Linked DNA regions of Sus scrofa: region 1 is linked to region 2. The links are chromatin contacts, called in public Hi-C maps. All regions are on one chromosome and are shown on one strand. Each heading gives the region's core, a stretch centred on a gene start, on an enhancer-like site or on the middle of the called end of the contact. The rest is flanking DNA. Distances are from core to core; before and after follow the strand shown. Region 1 has its middle 210 kb from the start of MARCH11. Region 2 overlaps FBXL7 (F-box/LRR-repeat protein 7).

Evidence for each region. Hi-C and Micro-C count contacts between places; a contact is called where the count stands out from the background.
Region 1: a contact with region 2 is called in a Hi-C map of embryonic fibroblasts, with 2.7 times the contacts expected there. The contact joins two enhancer-like sites. A contact is called at or near these places in 4 of 47 Hi-C or Micro-C datasets (embryonic fibroblasts, heart right ventricle, mesenteric adipose tissue and 1 more) and 1 of 2 datasets of contacts at active chromatin or transcription factors (skeletal muscle).

What each region holds. Positions count from the first base shown.
Region 1 is chr16:5,247,385-5,254,362 of Sscrofa11.1, forward strand. No RefSeq gene overlaps it. Among named protein-coding and RNA genes, the nearest start is that of MARCH11, 210 kb to the right of the region's middle. Within about 2 kb of position 1,582, at least 15 of the 83 cell types and tissues checked have an H3K27ac peak or open chromatin away from gene starts, as enhancers often do. A contact at or near this core is called in embryonic fibroblasts, where this site is marked.
Region 2 is chr16:5,099,025-5,105,606 of Sscrofa11.1, forward strand. The region is part of intron 2 of FBXL7 (F-box/LRR-repeat protein 7); the gene reads left to right. Among named protein-coding and RNA genes, the nearest start is that of FBXL7, 320 kb to the left of the region's middle. Within about 2 kb of position 1,422, at least 2 of the 83 cell types and tissues checked have an H3K27ac peak or open chromatin away from gene starts, as enhancers often do. A contact at or near this core is called in embryonic fibroblasts, where this site is marked.

The sequences.
Region 1 (6,978 bases), core at 332-2,831, 150 kb after region 2:
AACCACCAATGTAAATTTTATTACTTTTCCATGGAGAAACACTGCCTCTCAACTAATGGAATCTGAATCTCTGGGGAGCAGGCCCAGGCAGCTGTATTTTTTAAGCTCTCCCATGTGACCACAATGTGTAGCCAGGGTTAAGAATCTATGCATCAAAGCGGTGGTTCTAGGCCAGTAACACATATAGAAACATCTAAGGAGATCTGTAAAAACACAAATCCAAATAGCATGCTCAGCCTAAATCAGGTTCCTTGATTTGCAAAACTTCCACTTCTGTCACTGCTAGTGACAGAGGACGCATTAATGGGAGTAGACAGTATGTGACTTGCTTTTTGAACTCCTCATACCCAGCTAAAGGTGAAGCATCCCATCCCATGGTGTTGCTACTACTTCAGACAAAGGAAAAAGATCCCTTGAGAGGCTCTGAAAAGGAGATTGTGGAGTGTTGACAAGCAGACGTGGCCAAGATGGTGTCCCAGATGGGCTTCTGTGCTGATGTCTGGGAGTGACGTCATTGCCCTAAATGGAACCAAGTTTATATCTGCACATAGTTGACCCCTAAAAGTACTTATTGAATTAAATGAATTTAAAGAAAGTTCCCTATGGGCCCGAATCTCTGCCTCCAGGGTATTCATCTATCAACAGGAGTCTTTATGGAATTTGTTCAAAAGAGTTTACTGGTAATAAACAGCTCCCAGCTATGATGAATTTTGGTCCTGACATTGGACAGTCTGCTGCTAGTGGCAAATGAAGAGAATGTCAGCTCTGAGTGTCTACGCTATCCTGTACCTGTCAACTCTCTCCCTTCACAGGTGGGAGAGGAAAGCATTAAGGGTGAACATACATTCTCATGAAAGAAGCACCACCGTTGCTTTTCAGTAGCATGACCTTGCATTGAGCTGGCAAATGAGAAGCACAATTTGTCTAGTGCAAAACCAGTCCCAGGTAATCTCAGCAAAATGTCACAGGGAACGTCGAGGCTTTCTTTATCATCACTGTGGTCATTAAGGAATATTCTTCCTTTTCGAGCAACTACACGTTTTATGAGATTAGCTGCCTCTCACTTCAGGGCACTGTATTCCAACCTTTCACCTCCACTCCCTAACATAATGTTGACTCCTTGGCTAAAAATACAAGGCACTTCTGTTAAGAGAGCTAACTGCTGGAAATATTAGAGCTGCAAGCTGAAAGAAATGAGGTGTGTGCCACAGACCACATAAAATGATGAAAGCAATTTAAAGACAAAATGTACAGAGTAACGAGGAATGATTTCACAATATCAAAAGCATATGAGTGTCCTGCTGTTTTGCGCAATGCTCTGCAAACCTTGGCCTTGGTCCAGCTTGGCCTGGGAACCTCCCTGGATGAGGCCTGGCCAGCTAGCCCCTTCCAGCTTCAAAACCAACCTTTCTGACCATCACATAGAGGTCAAGGCAGGGATTAGAAACCAGAACTTCCCAGGGCTGTCCATTTCTTGCTGACTCAGAAGAGGGACAAAAGCAAAGCACTTTGCAATTGACCGAGTGGCCTGTGATCTAACTGTTATTCCTTCTGGTTAGATTCACCATTGCCCTTTTAATGAAACACTTCGTTGATCAAGAGCTCCATCTATGGGAGAAATCGGTTATACCGATTCTACCCTTAGCGTCTCCAAGAGGATAATTCACACTAGAACAATGATTCTCATTGGGGTGATTTTGCCCCCCAGGGGACATTTTTGGCAAAGTCTAGAGACATTGTTGTCTCCATTGTTGGAGGCTACCAGTGTTGTCCAGTGGTTATAGGGCAGGGGTAGTGCTAAACATTCTGCAATGTACAGTATACAACAAAAATTTTCCCTCCCTATGACAAGGTGGAGAAATTCTGCTTGAGAAGAGTCTGTGAAATTTATGCTTATAGATGGGTTCCCCCAGACAAAAATATTAATTTTTGATTTAAATCTTTTCATATTCCCCACCACTACTTTAAGCTTCTCATATCCCCACTTTTTCTTCTAAACTCTTTCACTCTAAGGTAGTAGTAACTTAATATATTAATCTGCATCCAAGAGGTCAGTACTCAAGGCAAAGAAATGAATCCGTAATGGTAAAGTTTCAGTTTCATGGACTAAATGGGACTAACTCTTTGGTCAACCTACCTCCATGGCTGGTTAAGTAAACAAAACTAGAACCACTGTAGTTGACATTATGGCTGTAAAAGTCCTCATGGTATAAATGCAATGCTGGGAACGATTTCAGCTTTATTGGGTTCTCCATTCAACACATGCTGTTCAGTAGGTTACCATTTGGTTTATAAGCAAGGTTTCGGAGAACTAAATACTGAGAGTCAGCTTCTGAGAGATTTTCATTCTGCTGTCAGAGAAGCACCCGTACCTCTAGAGTTTATGATAGAGCAGATTTTTATTAAAAAAACAAAAACAAAACAAAAAAAAAAAACAGGTCTGGGACAGACTTTTCTGCCCTTTGAGGACTCCTCATTTTGATCAGCATGGGAGTTTTGACCTGCTCCATTTCTGACCTGGGCCAATTTACCCTTCCTTAAGCCACTTGGTGGTCCCTTGATGCTGAACTTAGTGCGGACACCGTATCAACACTATGCACTACAACCCAGAACTGCTGGGATCAAGCCATCCTCCAGCCTTCGCCTCTTGAGAAGCCATGGCTAGGGGCACATGCAACCACACCCGAGGACTCCACATTGGGGACTCTCAATAAAACTTTGAAGTTTCATGCTTCAGGACTGTGGCGACCTTGGGTGCTTTGAGAGACCAACCCCTACCCCACAGAGAGGAATCTTTGTCCCAACTGCCAAGCCTACTGCTACCCTCCTCCAGGGAACCCTACTGTAACCACACTCCCTCCAAGAAAAGCAAGGATAAGCCTACCTGACAAAAGAAATGAGTTATCTCTCTTCATCTGTAGCAGTTTGTCTCTCTCCTCTGCTCTCTAATGACTAAGCATTAAATTCATCTCATCAGCCAATGAGCACCTAGAGTGTACAGAGCAAAGCCATGAGAATGCAGAGATGAAGAAGAGGGACTCACTCCATGAGATGTCCAAGCAAGGGTGTCGTTCCGGCATTCCCTGACTCCAGAACATTTTTTCCCCTGTGGCTTTTGGCCCTGCATGTCACAGTTCAAAGAAAACAGACATCCTCGAAAATTACCTTCCCATCTATTCAGTCCTTAGCAGTAGCAGATTAAGTCTGAAGACCTGGAAGTCACTGAGATCTTGCCCAGGTTTTCTACACAATATCTAGATTTCCATACTGTGACCTCAGCCAAGTACACAGTGAGAAATATGAACTCATCCTAAAAATTTATATTAAATGAGTAATGATTTAATAACTTTCTTCTTCAAGTGCCATCAGTAAGAAATTGTACAGTTTTATGGGAAACCTTGATTTATTGGTGCGGCAGATTGCCTCAGCACAGCTAGTTTGCCTCATAATTTGTGGGAAAGAAACAAGATTAAAAAGAAATTTGAAGGGGAAAAAATGAGTGCAGGAAAATTGGCAACGGAGCTCATGCAATATTAATTGTAATTGAGAAAAGAACATCCCTGCTGAATCTGGGCATTTTTATATACTATGTGCACTGATAAAACCAGTGTCCTCCAAAGCTATCTGATGTCTGCTCATTACTCTTATTCAAATGGATCTGTTGAGTAGTGAATCTTAAAATGATATTCTGAGTAATTGTAAGAATATAAGATAGAGAAAATAATGATACAACACCTACAAACAACATAAGCTGTGAAAGGTGCTGACTTGTTCTTTTTCCCAAGTGGGACTTGGTGAGATTGTTGGAGGACTGAAGGATGATGGGAAGAAATGAATCATCCCATTCAGGTACTTAATAGATGAAGTAAACCATTGAAGTATTTTATCATCTTCGTTCTAAGGACAAAACTTTCCAGAATATTGGACACTCATTCTAGGATCTAAGTGAATAGTGAATAAAGATGAAGAAGACATCTGGCCAAGACTCCATCTACTCCTACGAGGTCAATTTACAACAGTTCAACCTAAGACTATAGATTTTTGAAAAAGATGACAACTCTGAATTATATACTCATGGTTGTCTATAACAATATTATTTGCTAATAAAAATGCTGCTAAATTTTGGTTTACTTGAAAAATAGTTCATTTCTTTTTGCTGTACAGAAAAAAAATGTGCTTTAACAAATATGAATATTGTATCTACATGGGGCTTATATTACTAAGAGTATGTAATTGCTTTTGTTACCAATAAATCAAGGTTAATAGGCAGTTTGGGCAATTTGTTTAGATTCCTCATGTTTTATTTGAAAAGTGGAGTTATTAAATCATCACCCATTTGTTATGAACTTATAAAACACTACAGTTTCAGTGACATACCCTATATACATCAAACATAAAAAGCTAGCTTTTCTACTCAGCCTCTTTCAAGAGTAGCCTGGTTCTAAGAAACTATGGGCTTTATAAGAATTTCTGCAGACCTTTGAGGTTAGAAGGTGAAGAGCATCTGACCAGCCCTCACAAGGCAGCCATGAAGAGCCCAAACTCTCCAGTGCTGTCTGTATCCCGCAGGTCTAAACCCCATGCCATTTCTTAATTATGTTTACTCTAATGTACCCCCTAAGAGTCTGCCTAGTTGAAGATTTGAAGACTTCCTAAAGTTGTTCATTCTACTTGTGCATAGATTTAACTATTAAAATACTGTTTCTTAGAGTTCTTATTGTGGTTCAGTGGGTTAAGAACCCAACTATTCTCCATGAGGATGTGGGTTCTATCCCTGGCCTTGCTCAGTGGGTTAAGGATCCAGCCTTATACAAGTGGAGTGTGTCACAAATGTGGCTTGGATCCAACCCCTAGCCTGGGAACTTCCCATATGTTGCAGGTGCAGCCGAAAAAAGAAAAAGAAAAAAATACTGTTTCTTTATATTGATCTCAAGTGTAATTGACAAGTCCAGTAATTGTCATTGTCAACATGGATCCTAGACTACCCCATAAAACCACATTAAAAAAAAATGTGTTTGTGGCTGCGTGTGATGATACTTCCTCCTTCAGAGACAACCCTTACAATTATCTGTAGATAGCAGGCAACTGTCACTGTCTGTGTCCGTACTCTTGAGACTGTTCTCAATGGGCTAAATGAATGCGTTTCTTTATATAACTTAGAATCAAATCTCCTCTCTAGTTTAGGATTAACTTTGATAATAGATTGGCTCCTCTGTTCTTAACATAACTCCTCTTTGTCCAAATGCATTTAAAGCTTGACATTCAGGATGTCGGCAATAATCCAGTGGTCTTCTGAACTAGTAAGCAGAGTTGTTACCTGCTCTTTATTTCATGTCTCTAATTTAACATAGTTTTATTGAGCAGGTACTATGTACTGTGTTGGAGGTACATCAAAGGACCACAAGATACAACCTCTGCTCTGGTGAGACAGCTTTAAATGAATACATAACAATAGACATAAATGACTACTTGTGATAAGGGAAATGAAGACAAAAGAATTTAGGTGCTTTAAACAAGAATAACAAGAACAGATGTGACTTAGATTTTGAACTCAAGAGAGTTTTCTCTAAGGAACATTGACCCTGAGGCCAGAAAAAGGAATAAGATCATTACTGTCAATTAATGGATTTACAGTCAAATTAATTTTGAAAGCAGCTATGTCAACATGTGCACTCACTTTGATCTTACATTTTCATATTACATATTTACATGTTCTTCAAAAATTATTTATTGAACCTATATTAACCTGTAATAAATAAATATGAATATACACAGATACCTATTTTAAACCTAAATTCTAAGCCCATATAAGACTCCCTATACCAGGGTGGGTTCATACGCTAATATAATTCCTGATCACGACTTATCCAAAAAAAGTTCAGACAAACAGGGCAGTAGAAGATACATTATTCCCTTAATAAAACTTTCCAGGGATCTTGCCCAGAAAGGAAGTCAATCTCACTGGCTGTTAGTTCTCAAAACTGACCTTACTCATCTTGTTGCCAATTGCACTCATATTTTCTCTCTTTCTAATCTTCCCACACTCATTCCTTCATTGGTCTATTTCCCTTTTCATCTTGGACCACTAGAGCACAAGGCAACTTTAGAGTGAATTAGCATATTTCCATTTGCAGACAAAGGAATTTTGAAATGGACACCCTCTGGTAGACCAGATAGAAAAGAGGAATGCCTTCCTCTGAGCAGTCACAGTCCCACAGCAGGAATGATGGCATGTCCACTAGCACGGAGCTGCTTATATTTCACCTCTTGCTAGACACCCTCCTTCCACCCTTGTGCTCTGCTCCCACCCTAAGGAGCAGTATTCCTTTTCTTCACAATAGCTCAAAGATTGCAAAGATCGCAAAAAACAATCTTACCACTTTTACGTGTAAGCTCTTTCTGTAGAGCCGTCTGGAACACTGGTTTTGTCCCAGGTTTAATTTTTGCCCCTCAGAACAGGTCATCTGACCTTTTCAAATCTAACTTCTATTGTACACATAATGAGGATTTTAATGAATACCTACTCCAAAAGAATTTCTGTAAAGATTACATGAGATAATTCACATAAGGCACTTAGCAAAATGCCTGGACTTTTGTAAGAATCTAATAAATCATAGCTATTATTACTTCTGGTCCCTGGAAGGCAACTGTCTGAGCCAAGAAAGCAGATCAGCCAAAGTTTCATTTTCATTTATTCATACAGCTTATATTTCAATCCCCACCTACCAATGAGAGTTCTCCATGTTTAAAATACAAATAAACCAGAAAGAAAATAGCCCTTGAGAGTTGTGACTTGTTATGTCACCCAGCAATATAACATAATTACACGAGGAATGTGCAAACTGTAAATCCATTCCTTATATGATTATTCTCTTCTAAGGAGAATTAAGAAAGCCACTGTTACTTAGCCCATTCGGGCTGCTCTAAAAAAATATCATAGATGGGGGTGGCTTATAAACAACAGAAATCTGTTTCTCA
Region 2 (6,582 bases), core at 172-2,671:
CACCCTAATAGCACCTGGCTGAGCTCACTCTTATTTCTCAGTTAGGAAGAACTTCATAGCCCAGATTAACTTTGATCTTGGGGATGGACATGAAGGCATGATAGTGTAGACCAAGCTTCTTTAACTGCCTCAGTAAAGATCATCCTATGTGGGGTCTGAGGTGAGCCAGTGAATCCAAATGATGCCCCTCAGAAGGTGCCAGCGTGAGTGTGTGGATCCAGACAGTAAGGTGAGGGGACTGTTTGTTTTCTAATGAACAAACCTGGATGGCCTTTCCTCTGGAGGAATTCCTGTCAACTCTGCTTTATGAAGGCTAGGTATTTCTCTATCCCATATTTCAGCGGGTTCATTTTTTAAATGATGGCACTTAGCAAAATAACTGTTTTCCCATTGATTCTGCTTCCAAATAGCATGGATATTCCAGCTGATGTTACTTTTTTTCTTTGAGATTTGAGTAGTAATATTAAAAACACATATTTCATAGTGCATTATTGCACACTATTGTACACACACTATATATGTAAACATTCATTTGTCACCATAACCCTATAGATGGCCATTTTATAGACAAGGAAACCGAGGCACGTGGTTCTCAGATGTTAGTGTGCATCAGAAATCACCTAGAGGGCTTGTTAAATAGATTGCTGGACCTTACTCTCAGAGAGTTTCTGATTCAGGAGGGCTGGGGTGTGGCCTGAGAATTTGCACTTATAGCAAGTTTGCAGGGGAAACTGATTCTGACATTGTCATTCTGGGGACCACTTGAGAGCCACTGAGACTAGGTAGGTTGCACAGGGCTACACAGCTGGTAAGTACTAGAGACTGGATTTGAATGCAAGCAAGCAAGTCTCAGAAGCCCTTGCATTACTTTGTGCAATGACTAGATAGGACTCTTCTGCCTTCACAAGAAGAATGCCTGTTTCCATATATAGCCAATTTCTACTTTTCTGCCTATAAATATGCATGTTTGTGTGGGTGTCTGTGCATAGGTATGGATGAATATACACGTGCATATAATAACCAGACACTTGACTGAGTCCAATTCTGTATTAACAGAGAAGAACCACTAGCAAATTCTGTGATCATTCTTATATTTACTTGATAATCATTATAATCATTAGTTTGTTTTAAGAACTGATCTCTGAGCTCATCACCATTGTTAGGACCTGATATTTGGAAATAATAGGCTCATGTTTCAAAAGCATCTCATACCTATTTCCTAGAAGTAAATCAGATTCTCTACAATTGGACATAATGACAAGTGTAATTAATGCATTAGGATTTTAGACTCTTAGTCATCAACTCCAGCCTCTCACCAGATTCATAAATCTCCAAGGTCTTTGAATCAAGTGTGGACATCCGTTGCCTGGAGACTTCCCAAGCACTCTGACTCAGTTGTGTGTGACTCCACTTGTTGTAAAACTCTTCCCCACAGTGACACAATCCTGCCTTCTGTGAGCTCCATCTGTCCCAGACTGATGCTCTCCAGTGACACATGAGCCTCTTTCCTGCTTCACGGGAGACCATCTCAAGTGTGCAAAACCTCTACCCCAGAGATTCTGGTCCCCAAGCTATGCTGACCCTCTGCTCAATGATTCCCCATACTCCAAACTTGTCTCTCTGCCTCCTGCCCTGGACATGCTCTAACCTGGCACCATCTTCTTTCTCAAATAAGTGTCTCAAAATCAATGAAATACTCCAGAAGATACCCAAGACACCCAAGATCATAGCCTTTGATCTGGACGTGGATGCTAAGATGAAGTGTAAACCATTTTATTGGCAGTTTCCCAAATACATTCTGAAAACGCCTTGCTCCCACCTGGCCATGGCTCATTTTCAGACATCCTGGCTTAGGACTTCTCCCCACACTGGTGTGAGGCCAAGATTTTCCTTTGGTTTGGTTTGGTTGTGATTGTGGCGCCCTCTGCTGTTTTGAGCAGTTCCTAACGTCTGCATTTTCCAACAAAAGGGAAGCGTGGTTCCAAGGAGAACATAACATCTGTTGATTTAAAACAATGATAATTTTCTTCCTCGTGGTAGACAAATACCATAATCCCCCTTTGCCAGTGTTGCTTAATCTAAATAACTCAGTTTCACTGCTGGCTGATGTTGGAAAAGTGGTATGTGTGTTTTTTTTTTAACGTTAGATCTTTGGAATTGATCTAACAAAAGTCTCAAGGTCCTCTTGGTACTTTTTGAAAGCTGTTATCTTGAAACATAAATTCTCAGAGTTCAAAGACACTTTTAAAATTACCAAGACAGTCTTTCTACAGATGCAAAACCGAGGTTCCAAAGTTAGAAGAGTTTCCAAGAGGCATAAACAATGTCAAAGCTATTCTGTGTGTTTCAGATGTGAACCTAATTCATTGTGAGATGTTTTTATTTTAGTAAATCAAATATATTAATTTTGGAACATCAGATACTGTAAACTTTCTGGGTTTTTTTTAATTTTAAGCCAAAATAAATAATAAACATTTAGTTAAAATTTTGTAGTAATTTAATTATTTTGGCATTTATTTAATAAAATCCATAAGCTATAAAGAATCGCTTAAAACTCCAATTTTCAGTGTTTATTTTCTTATGTTTTCTTGTTATGCTTGCTAATGCAGCTTCTGACAGAAGTAAATATATTAATAGAATTGCTGTGGCCATGCTCATTCGTATGTGATTACTAGAAACCAAGGAGAGTTTGGACCTAGTCCATAAATGTTAATATTATCTGAACTGAATCCAGTAAAATCATCTTTATTTGGAAAAAAAAATGGCTTTGTATGGAATACAAGGTCCCGATCCAATAAAACACCACATATGTTGCTGTAAAATGCTGAATAGATCTTACAACTCCCAATGAAAGTAACTTCGCAATTTACTTACTTAGGATTGTTTGAGGTTTTCACTGGTTTCTTGCCAACAGAAGGAAGGATCACACATGCATTTGAATGGAGAAGACCTGTCATATTTCTATCAGAATTAGAAATTATTTCAATTCCTTTTGCAAAGTATGAAGCTCTGAGAATTTTATTTTAACTATTTCCTAATTTCTGAATTTGTATGGTTGCAGGTCCATGGGAGGCATTATCATTTTTTCTCTGGATACTCTCCTAGGTCACTTGCAATTTTGCTAAATCTATTATTAAAAAAAAAATTGAAATGCAAATGGATAACAGTGATTCCATTGAAGGACTTAAGTTATAGAAGTAGAATTCGTTAGAGCCAGAGGGGATTGGAGCCCTTGTCAACTTCAGTTGTCCCTTGAGGGATGAGGAAAAGGAGAAACTCCAATTTGATGACCTGCCCAAGTCACAAACAAAGCCAAGAGCAAACACAGGTTCTGTTGATTCCCAGGCCAGTGCTCATTGTACTCTGCCTAAAGTACATCATCTAAGCCTCCTTATGGAGCTTTTAGGGAACTGAAAATCACAAGAAACATGCTATGGAAACTTGAAGGCACGGTTCACATTTCTTCCCTAGTTAACAGGGGCCAGGCTGAAAACAAGTCCTCTCTCGAGAGCAAAATCGAATGTACTGCAGCCAACGCTTTGTGATATTTTTGTGTGTCTGACCAATATCTGCATTAGTTCATTCTTTTGCAGTCTTTATTTCCCACTTCTTAGGTACAAACTAACATATTTGAAAATATTAGAGAAAATTCACATTTCAAAATATTTTTAGACTCCTCACTGAAGACTGAATGTCTAATGTCCACAGATTCTTAGAAAATGTAGGTGAGCTTTTAAGACTTTAGTACTTTGAGAAAATAGTGGCTAGAGGGTGTAAACTTCAGTCTGTGAAGTACAAGGTAAGGAAGAGTAGCATCAGCATGTTCTGTGATCTTCTCTTTGCTCTGTTCATCACACTGAGATCTAATCTTATGCCTAGTCTGTTGCAGAAAAAGAAAAAATTGATATTAAAAAACAGAGAGGGGAGTTCCCGCTCTGGCGTAGTGGATTAAGAATTTGACTTAATTCTTAAGGTGTGGGTTGACTCTGGCCAGGCGCCCATGGGGTAAGTAAGGATCCCATCGTCGCTGCAGCTGTAGGTCACAGTTGTGGTTCAGATTCAGTTTCTGGCCCAGGAACCTCCATTTCTGGCCGAAGTAACAGACTCTAACATGCTCTTTATACTAGTGTCTTGACATTGTAGAGGTAGAGAACCTGACATTCTCCTCTGGGCTGACCCTATGGCTTTATTTTTTTTTAATGCTAAGAAAGTGCTCAAAGAATGGTGGATCTGGCTGCTTAATGATGATGAGAAGCAGGGTTCTCTCCATTTCATTGTCAATTTCACCTTCAATAACCTTCCCAACTTCCTACCCAATGAACCCTTCCTTGTTCTTTAAGAGAATCTCCTCCATGAAGACCTTCTTTTAGTCCATGGCCTTGAGGTAGATGGCCATTCTTTGCTCTGCACTTACATAACTAACGTTCAGTTTACTGCATTTCAATTTTTTAATGTGTCTTTCTCCTAGATCCAATGTATCCGAGGGGCATAATAAATGGAATTATATTAAAACAGAAATCTTCATTTTGGCTGGTGTAGGTGCTCATTTAAATAGCTTGATCAAACAAATAGCAGGTCAAACCATTTGGCTGTTAAGGGGCACGTATTGTAGCCAGTTTATCTTGGAAGGCTCACCTAGAATGTCATTGCTTAAAATTCAATATTCTGTGAGTATCCTAATGGCTGCAGTGGGCAATTGGTAACACCTGCTGTGGATATTTTCCAAATTGTAAGTATGCACAATAATCCACGCCAAAGAGTATTAGGGACCTTGAGCAAGCATTTGTCCTTGTGCTCAAGCAACTCAGGACTGTTTTCTATGGAAAACCTTGACCCTCTATATACTCACAAAATGGGACGCCATCTAAGCTTGAGGGTCTAGCGTAAAATACTTGATTTCATAAGAGAATGTTTTCTTTAATTTTCTGTGCTTTCATTTTTCACACCTGTAAAATGGGGATAATAACTACCTTAGAGGTTATTGCTAGAATTAAAAGCACATGAAAACATGTTCAATGCCTGGCATAGTTGGTGCTTTGTAGGTGTCACTGGTTGTTATTAATATGAGATGTAATCAGGATTGCCAGGTTTACCAAATAAAAATGTGGGATGCCCACTTAAATATGGGATACCTAGTTAAAACAATGCATAATCGGTTTTGTATAAGTATGCTCCATGCAATATTTGGGATATGCTCATGCTAAGAAATCACTGATTATCTGAAATTCAGCCTTAACTGGGTGTCCTGTATTTAATCTGGCAACCATAAGTTGAGTGAATGAATAAACCTTAGTTGGAGTTTAGGAATGTAGGCTTAAAGGATTGTTTTTCATCAGCCAAATAGAATGTGCAAATCCCCCCCAGCGGGGACCCTCTCTAACTAATGGAACACCTTCCGAGATTGTTTCTTGACCTGTCATACTCAGGTAATGTGGTAGGAGTTGCCTGAAAGCCAATCAGGAATTCTGCCTGAACTGAAGATTCAAAGTTCTAGGGGACCTTGTGAGCTTTCAGTGCCAAGGTTTAAGTCTAGATTTAGTCTCTCCCTGACCTGCTGTGGGATGTTGGAAAGGCCAACCAGAATTTGTAGTAGAAATTTTAGAGTGATATGCAGAATATTGCTATATTCTGCCAATAATTAGTACATAGCGTTTACCAAATCATGTCAATTAACTAGCAAAAAACTTCACTGGATCTGATACAGAATTGGAAACAGTGCAACAAATGCCCCCAGGAAGCCTGTCCAGGTAAGATTTCCTACATTGCTTAGCATTTTTTAATTTCTAGGAAGTTATGCGGCCTTTAGGTTCTTAGAATTTTTAATGAAATGGGGAAAGTGAAGTAGGAGAAAAGATCAATATTAGTCATACACTCTTAATTTGAATGGTCATTCATGACCTTCAGAAACCTGGGCCACTGCCCTGGGTTATTAGGGTTTTAATATAGCTTTCTTTACAGAGTTTCACTAACAAGCTCATTAAGTAACAGTGAATTTTCATATCATTATTTAATAGTGACCCTAAATTAACCCTTCACAGTTGAGAGGCATTTTAAGCCTTTCTTTTCACCTTGTGATCTAATTATCTTTTTTTTTTTAATGAAGCTTATTGGTTACAACTCTTTTGTTTGTCTGTTTGCTAAGCCATTTATCCCTGGAAAGTTGTAACTACCAAAACGCTAAATTTATAGACTTTTTTTAAGTTTTTTGAATACTTTGGAAATCTGGCAGCTGCTCTTCAAGTACATTTAAAATCCATGTTTCAAAATCATCTCAAGAAATAAATAGGTAGAATAAAACATGGGTTTTTTTTTTCTCTTTTTTCTAATGTTGGGAGTCACCCAAGTAACATATGGCAATGATTTAGGATTCTGAATCATATACAATTATTTTCATTTTAATGGTATTGGCTCTCTTTGCTTTAAAATTCACCAGTCGGCATATAAATTTGCCAGTCCACACTCAGTCTGTATTTTCATGCAAATATGAATATGAGTTGTTATTCTACAGTCAGACCATATCTTTAAAAACCTGAGCATCAAGCTTTGCTTTTGAAATATTACTGTTTTATTAGCAGAATAATA